2 separate regions of the Mus musculus genome follow, and region 2 is linked to region 1. A link is a contact called in public promoter capture Hi-C data. All regions are on one chromosome and are shown on one strand. Each heading gives the region's core, a stretch centred on a gene start, on an enhancer-like site or on the middle of the called end of the contact. The rest is flanking DNA. Distances are from core to core; before and after follow the strand shown.

The links. Promoter capture Hi-C pulls out the DNA fragments that hold promoters and counts their contacts.
Region 2: a promoter capture Hi-C map of pre-B cells shows a contact between it and region 1, with 6 times the contacts expected there. The contact joins the promoter of Pcnx4 here to the promoter of Tmx1 in region 1. A contact is called at or near these places in 2 of 39 promoter capture datasets (liver and pre-B cells).

Annotation. Positions count from the first base shown.
Region 1 is chr12:70,451,115-70,455,028 of GRCm38.p6, reverse strand. Tmx1 (thioredoxin-related transmembrane protein 1) reads right to left here and starts at 1,875. Exons shown (of 8, transcript NM_028339.1): 1 at 1,709-1,875. The coding sequence starts at 1,860.
Region 2 is chr12:72,534,585-72,538,498 of GRCm38.p6, reverse strand. Pcnx4 (pecanex homolog 4) reads right to left here and starts at 2,142. Exons shown (of 11, transcript NM_026327.3): 1 at 1,960-2,142.

The DNA.
Region 1 (3,914 bases), core at 626-3,125:
AACAAAGCTCATCAGAAGTGAATCTGCAGAGAACTCATTTGTAGCTAAGGAATATTATGACTATCAAGTGTATTGTTTCCTAATGCTTTTTAAGAGCTTCCTCCCCTTATTTATTTATTTATTTACTTTACATCCTGATAGATGACCCCTTCCAGCACCACCCCTCCATGCCCTTAAGAGCTTCTTTAAACTCCCAAATTTTAGCCAAAGATAAAGGGAAGCATGGGACCCTGTCATTTCAGATGGATGTTTTTATCTCAGCATTATGCTACTGTAGGTCCCCTTTATACCCTTTGTGGATATTTACAGTGTGACAAAAGAAAGCTTATAGGTATCTTTCTGTAATATTTGACTATATTTTACATATCATGTCACTCCTGCCTATTCATGACAGTGACTGAAAACTAACAGCACTGGTTAGCGTTCCTCTCCTGAAAACTGACTTCAGTGAACGGCCAACTGTCAGTACACTAAACGTCTTCCCTACTGCAATCTCCTTTTTCTTGTTTCACAACTCAGGTATCATGGACCTCACCCAGGTTCTCTCTTGAGGATGTTCACTTCCACCTCTTCCTTAGTGTACAGCCCTAAACACAATCACAACATAGGCAAACACCAGAATCTTGCTTAAGGGTTGCTAACAACGCTTGCATATATTTACTCTTGAAGCCCAACAAAGCTACTATGACAGCATCTGAACAGGCCAATCGGTAAAGCAGGGGATGGGAGTGGTTATCTACTATAAGGAATTATGTAGAATAATTACCCACCCCAAAACATATGTAAAGATACTGGGTAGTGTCAGTAAACAATGACCATTCAATGGTGGTGCTTTCGCCACATCAATAATGCCGTATCAGGAACACTGTCAATTAACCATTCCACTAATTTATCATCTAAGACAAAGGCCAAAGGTAGTTTATTTCCTACAGCAGCAGGACGGCGGACACTGTTGAAGTAGAATTATCACACAAGATAAGTGATTTTGTTTGAATAGTAAATGATGAACTGGAGTATTTAAAGGGCCTATCAATAATCATACTAATGCATGTGCAATACCATTCGCAGGCCTGTAAATCACAATTCAAGCCATTCTCTAAATTGCAAACGCACCGGTCAAGGAAAAATGAGGTTCATATCAAAAGAAATGAATGTAGGCAAGAAGAAAAAAAAAGAAAATAAAGATTTTAATATATTCCCATTTATTTGGCATTTACAATTTAAAAAAACTAACTCACAAAATAAAAATAAATAAAGAGCTCAAAATTCAGGCATTACAAATACCAATTTCCGAATAAACATAGCAATTTCCGAATGACAGGTTAAAAGCAAGATTTTGTTCAATATCAACTTTTGTAAAAATTTGGAGACTTAAAGTCTGGATGTCTACAAAAGATCACTAAAAGTCTATAGAAACAGCCAAGACCTCCATCGCAACCCAATCCCACCCTCAAATCCGCTAGTCTGTTCCAGAGAATTCGATGTAGCTCGTAATCCTTTAATCGCACCACAGTGCTTAGCAACGACGAGGCTCAGTGCACGCTTAGATAGAAAAGTAATATTCCCGGTTAGGAAATGACCCTGGAGCTGGGGGCGGCAAAGGCTGGGACCTCAAGACCTGGCCGAGGAAGATGGGCTGGTCAGGTGTCCAGCTTGAGGGACGGGGCGGCGGAGGCCACCGCCACCCAGACAAGCGCCCCGCACTCACAATTCTATCATCCACTCTCCTTCCAGCAACGACGTCCAGTTCTCATCGGTGAGGACGCGCACGTTATTCCGCCGTCCGTGGGCCCCAGGGACCGCCCAGAGCAGCAGGACCAGAGCTGCCAGGGGAACCATAAGACGCCCCAAGTGCGCCATGTCAGCCGCTCACCCAGCCTCAGCGCGTTCCCGCTCCACCTCCCCGCCGCAGCTCCACTTCCGCTCTGGCGGCCGCTCCGCTCATGCGCACAAGGAGCCAGCCAGGCGCGCGAGCCCCACCCACTCCCCGCCAGCAACTCAGTGCGCATGTCCGGGCCCTGTTCCTCCTGCGGGAGATGGAGAGGGAAAGCGGGAAATGCGTCTATCTCGGAGCTCACGACTGAAGAGGCGCTTGCCGGCTGTGGTCCCTCGAAAAGCCCTAGAAGGGGCGGTAGGCGGAGGGATCAGGGTGATGCTCTAGAGATGAGTGACCCTGTCGTGCCCACCAGTGCCTAGTAAGGTCACTATGACAGTTTTCTCAGGAACTTTCCCCTTTCAAAATATCACCAGTTAGACGAATGTAGGAGGAGGTCACCAGCCCCTTTACCCTGGCCCTAGGCAAACAGGCATCTACTTTTTGTCCTGGCTACTTTACTAATTGAATCTTGTGTTGTCCCTGTTGACTGACTTATTTTAACTCTTTAAGCATGAGTCCCCGAATTTCCTCTAACACATTCGTAATGAGGCTTTGTCACCCCCTGGCTCTCCGAGGTAGTTTTTATTGCCTGTTCTTTGCTTTCCTGTATATGGGTTATATTTTCCTGTCTTTGCACAACTCAAAAATCTCTTCTTGGAAACTAGGGTTTTAGGGTCTGTAATTCTAGATGTTGATTCCCCTTGTGGCTCTCCATCTTCTGTTCCTCTTGTTGTTTGATTGTTTAGTGAGTTGGCAAGGCAATTCTAGTGAAGTCTGTTTCTCAGAGATTACAGCCCTGGGTGGGTCATCTGGGCGATAGTGGTTTTAGCAGGGCTCATTCCATATCACTTTTTGGGATGTGTTTGCCTCACTTATTTCCAGCTGTAATATTACATGAAGTGCTCACCGATAACTTGTTTTTGTTTTGTTTTAATTCTCAGAGCATACATTGTTCCACAGCCTAATACATTTTGGCAGATGGTTTTGAGGTCAGTGGTTGAAATTTATTTTAAGCCCAGGATGATTCTTCACTGTCTCTTTTCTTAGGTCTCTCTGGTGAACTAAGTGGCTTATGCACTGGCATCTTGTTCTTACTTAAGGAAAACTTTTTTTATTTTTTTGGAGTGACTTTAGGCCTGACCGTTTCTCCATACTCTTATTTAATAAAGTCATTTCTTTGGGGAGAGTTCAGAACTGACTCTCCTGGGCACAAGCAGCCTCAGTCATTATTCTAGGTGCAGTGTAGACCAGCAGGATCTACTTTTCTGGACTTCTAGTGGTGTATAGTCTTTATCACTTGAACAAAAAGGTTGAGGGGGTGTCTGGAGATTTCTCAGTCTGCTGTACCCAGCGCTTTCACTGTGCATGTCATGTCCTTGTGACCTGCACTTGGAAGGGATTAAGATGCCAGTGACCTTCCCTTCCTGATGAGATGCTCTGTCTCTAGGTTGGGAACGGAGAGGAGATGGAGCCCCGTGTTCATGGTCACACCCATCTACAGTAGAGTTGTCACCAGAATGGCCTGGGCTAAGAAAATGATTAGAGAAATAGGAGTTTGAGATGGATCAGATGCCAGAGAGTCACTGCTCCTACTGAATGTTAGTAGATTTTCTTGAAGGAACAACAATAACAACAACAAAAGCATCATTTATTGTTTGCAATTTCCAGAAACTTTTAGTGAGTTTTTGGTTGTGTAGTCTTCAGCAATATTATCAAGATGAGTTGTGTCCCTGGGAATTCATGAGCTGAAGTCCTGATGCTCAGTAATTCAGAATGAGAGTGCATTTAAAGATAGAGGGTTTTTTTGGTTGGTTGGTTGGTTGGGTTTTTTTTTGGGGGGGGGGGTTCGAGACAGGATTTCTCTGTATAGCCCTGGCTGTCCTGGAACTCACTCTGTAGACCAGGCTGGCCTCGAACTCAGAAATCCACCTGCCTCTGCCTCCCGAGTGCTGAGGTTAAAGGCGTGCACCATCACGCCTGGCTAGGGTTTTTTGTTTTTTTTAAGATTTATTTATTTATTTATTTATTTGTTTTTATG
Region 2 (3,914 bases), core at 893-3,392, 2.1 Mb before region 1:
ATTCTATGAATACAAGATACAGAACTCTGACTCTGTAGACCAGGCTAGCCTCAAATTCACAGATCCACCTGACTCTGCTTCCTGAGTGCTGGGATTAAAGGCAGGAACCACCAGGCAAATTCTGAGGATTCTTGAATAGAGGACTTGAAAGGAATATAAAAAGTTATAAAAGGTAAAACCTGATACCCAAGCTGGCCTGAGGACACTGGCACCTAACACTCTTGAACGAGAGCGGTTAAGAGCCCAGGCCATCAGGGAAGTGAAGCTATTTGCAGAATGGCAAAAGGCTGCAATTAGAGATCTGCATCTCAGCTATATTAATTAATTAACTAGCTAATTAATTAATTCTCCCAATTCAATGATGAAAATACAACCTGGTTTTAAAAAGATAAACTAAGGATAAGAATTGACAGTTTCTGGGTGATAGACCATGCTGGAAATGAAGCTTGCCATGAGGAAATGCAAGCCAAACCTACCATGAGATAGTGTGAATTTCTCTGATTGGCTAAAATAAAAATGAAAGCCTAGAACAAGTGTTGATGAGGTTAATGTAAAACCTTCAAATACATCTAGTGGGGATGTACAGTGAGTGGTGCTATGCTTTGGGAAAAAAAAAAATCTGTCAGTTTCTCAAAGAGCCAAACAAGGGAATTAGCCTCTGACATACCTATTCCATTACCAGGTATTATATCCATGAAAACATGCCTACATAAAAATTTATACAAAATGTCCACGGCATTATTAGTACTGGCAAACTCTTTTTGCCAATGGCTAATGGCTAAATAATACAGGGCATATCTGCCTAATATACTAATAAACAATAATGAATAATACAAGCTGCAACATAAAATTCGCTAGATGCACGCACACAGATCACATGTTTTAAGGTTGTGTTTATATCGAGTATCTGAAATAATTTTGTTGAGACTAAAGATTAGTGATTGCCTACAACTAATAGCAGGAATATTGGGGAGGAGAGAGAAAAAGCAGCTAAATAGAAAAGATTTCTTTTGGAGGTAATCAAATTGCTCCGAAACCAACTTGTAGAGATGATTGTGCAAACCTGTTGAGATGCTCAAAACCAGTAAGCTGTATACTTCCAGAAAATGAATTGTATGTACCTCAGGAAAGCTCTCACAGAGGAGGATGCAAAGGTCCCCTGCCCGGGATTTTCCACAGCAGTTAATAACCAATAGGCATTTCCTAAAGGTAGGAAAGGCATAACCTGTAGCTAGCCTGGGATCCAGGCAGTTAAATCACTAAAATGGCAATATCTGTACTGGATGCTGTGAGAAATTATGGGTGATTGGGTGTGAATGGAAGCAGATATAAAATAATATGAATGCTCTCTCTCTAAACTCAGGGATTTAATGAAAAAAAAATAGAACCATAGTGGAAAAAATGAATAAGGGGAACATGAGAATAAGAGAGCATACAATTCAGAGGTCTAATAAATAACGAATGGGATTCATTTTTAAAAATTCTGGTCTTTGACACGCAAAGGATTATATAGAGACAGAGAAACCTGAGAAACGCGCTATACATATCCAGGAGGCCAAGAATGAACAAATTTTGGTCAGGAGGGCTTGAGACAGAGATAAACCAAGAAAGAGTGATCTTACCTAAGGGGCATAGGCCATGAACTTGATTAGAGTAACATGGCCATCCCTCAGCAGGGCCAAAGGGCCATTCTCCATTTCACAGAGGCCTCTCAGAAATAAAACGTAACTCCACGGGCTGCAAAAGTATTCTCAGTCACATTAAAGCCAAACTGGATCACTACCTCGATCAACTCAATTTGCTCAGTACATTAAAAAGAGCAATAATTGCATTTAAAAGCTGTTTCATGGAGAGCGAAAGATGTTTCTTGAGGTATTAAAAGGTGAAGGAACCCAGTAGTACCCAGGGGTGGAAACTAAGGCAGCAACGAAGTCTCAGGTGTGTTGGGGACGGACATACCTGGAGTCACCGCAGGGGAGAGGCGACGCGAGGGCGTCCTGGGACCACATCTCCCCAGCTGAAGTCGGTTGGGAACTCCTGCCCGAGGATGGATGCGGGCCCCGCCAGCAGCTGACCGGAGGCCTCCAGGACCGCTCCCGTTCCCATGGCTAAGATCAACTGCGCTCGTGCCTCCCAGGGGTCAGTGCGCACGCGCGCTCGGAGGCGGGGCTGTGCGTCTCGTCCCGCCCCCTGCCGCCTGGTTCTGCCGGAGGCGGATTCATGTGTGCGGCACAGCAGCGCAGGGTAGGCGGGGTTTCCTCCGCGCAGGGCCGGGCGGGCTAGTGTTGTGGGAGACGCCCAGACTTCTTCCGCACTGGTGCTCTGGTTCTTGAGCGGCCTAAGCACCACCTCTGAACTCTCACCCGGGCCACGCCCAGACGAAGGAACGTGGTTGCCTTGGTGACGAGTCCATCGTTTGGCAACCTCGAGGCTGGAGAGCTGGATGACTTGACTGTCTCTTGGGGAGCCTAGGCTTTCCAAGATTGGCAGACCCGTGACTCAGAAGTGCAATAAAAGTCCAATCCCCCAGGGTTCGGATACCTCCATTAATGACTACAGAACTAAGGCCATTCAAACAGCCTCAGGGATGGGAATGTTTTTAAATGGTAACATGTGCCTGTTATATTTATATTTTTGCTCTTAGTATTATAGTACTTTGGGCACATTATAAACTATATCCATGTAAAATAATGAACCTGTCTGTGGCAGCGAGCCAGGGCCCAGGGACACAGGTTGTAGATAGTCACCCTAGCAACTGGATTTTTTTTTTTTCAAGAGATCTCCATTCAAGTGAAGTTGGGATTCTTGAATTTGCCACAGGAAAAAAATTCCAGGGCGAGCCTGTATGAAGCAGAGTTGGAGTCTACAAGTGATTTTTTTTTTTTTTTTTTTTTTTTTGGTTTTTCGAGACAGGGTTTCTCTGTGTAGCCCTGGCTATCCTGGAACTCACTCTGTAGACCAGGTTGACCTCGAACTCAGAAATCCGCCTGCCTCTGCCTCCCGCGTGCTGGGATTAAAGGCGTGTGCCACCACGCCGGGCTACAAGTGATTTTAATATAAAATAGAGGGACTGATAGATGTGCTCAATGACAGCGTAAGACACATCAAAGTGTGGGGACTTCCACTTTGCATGTTACGTATACAGTGTTGGTGATGTCTGAGGTTATGTAGGAAGCTCTGCTAAGGAAGTTGAGTGATATCAGAAGGTTCCTGAATTTGGATCGGATTACAACTGATAAAGTAAAAACAGTGTTTTGAAAAATATGTTTATAGTCTTGTTTGGAGAGTCCCAAATACTTTCAGGTTTACAAATACTTAAGAAAGGTGTGAGGTCATAAATACTTAGGCCTTAAGCATGGCTCGCAGGTATTTTTCCATTCTTATTTGAAATGATTCTACATGAAAGGAATACTGCCTTTTTATAGGTAACCTTCACAGAATATTATAACTATGCTGACTCTCTTCACTTGCTGGATTACTTTTTTTTTTTTTCTTCTGAGACAGGGTTTCTCTGTATAGCCTTGGCTGTCCTGGAATTCACTTTGTAGACCAGGCTGGCCTTGAACTCAGAAATCAGCTTGCCTCTGCCTTCTGAGTGCTGGGATTAAAGGCATGTGCCACCATGCCCGGCTTTACTGGACTATCTATCTTACCTTCAACTTTCAAAATAGAATTACAACTTTTTGAGCTTCTCAACACATATAAAAGTTTCTAACCTTAAAATATTGTGTGTTGGTTTGGAGAGATGGCCCAGTGGTTATGAGCAATGACTACTCTTCCAAAGGTCCTGCAGCAACCACATGGTGGCTCACAACAACTGTAATGGGATCTGATGCTCTCTTCTGGTGTGTCTGAAGACAGCTACATTGTGCTCATATAATTAAAATAAATAAGTCTTTAAAAGATATTGTGTG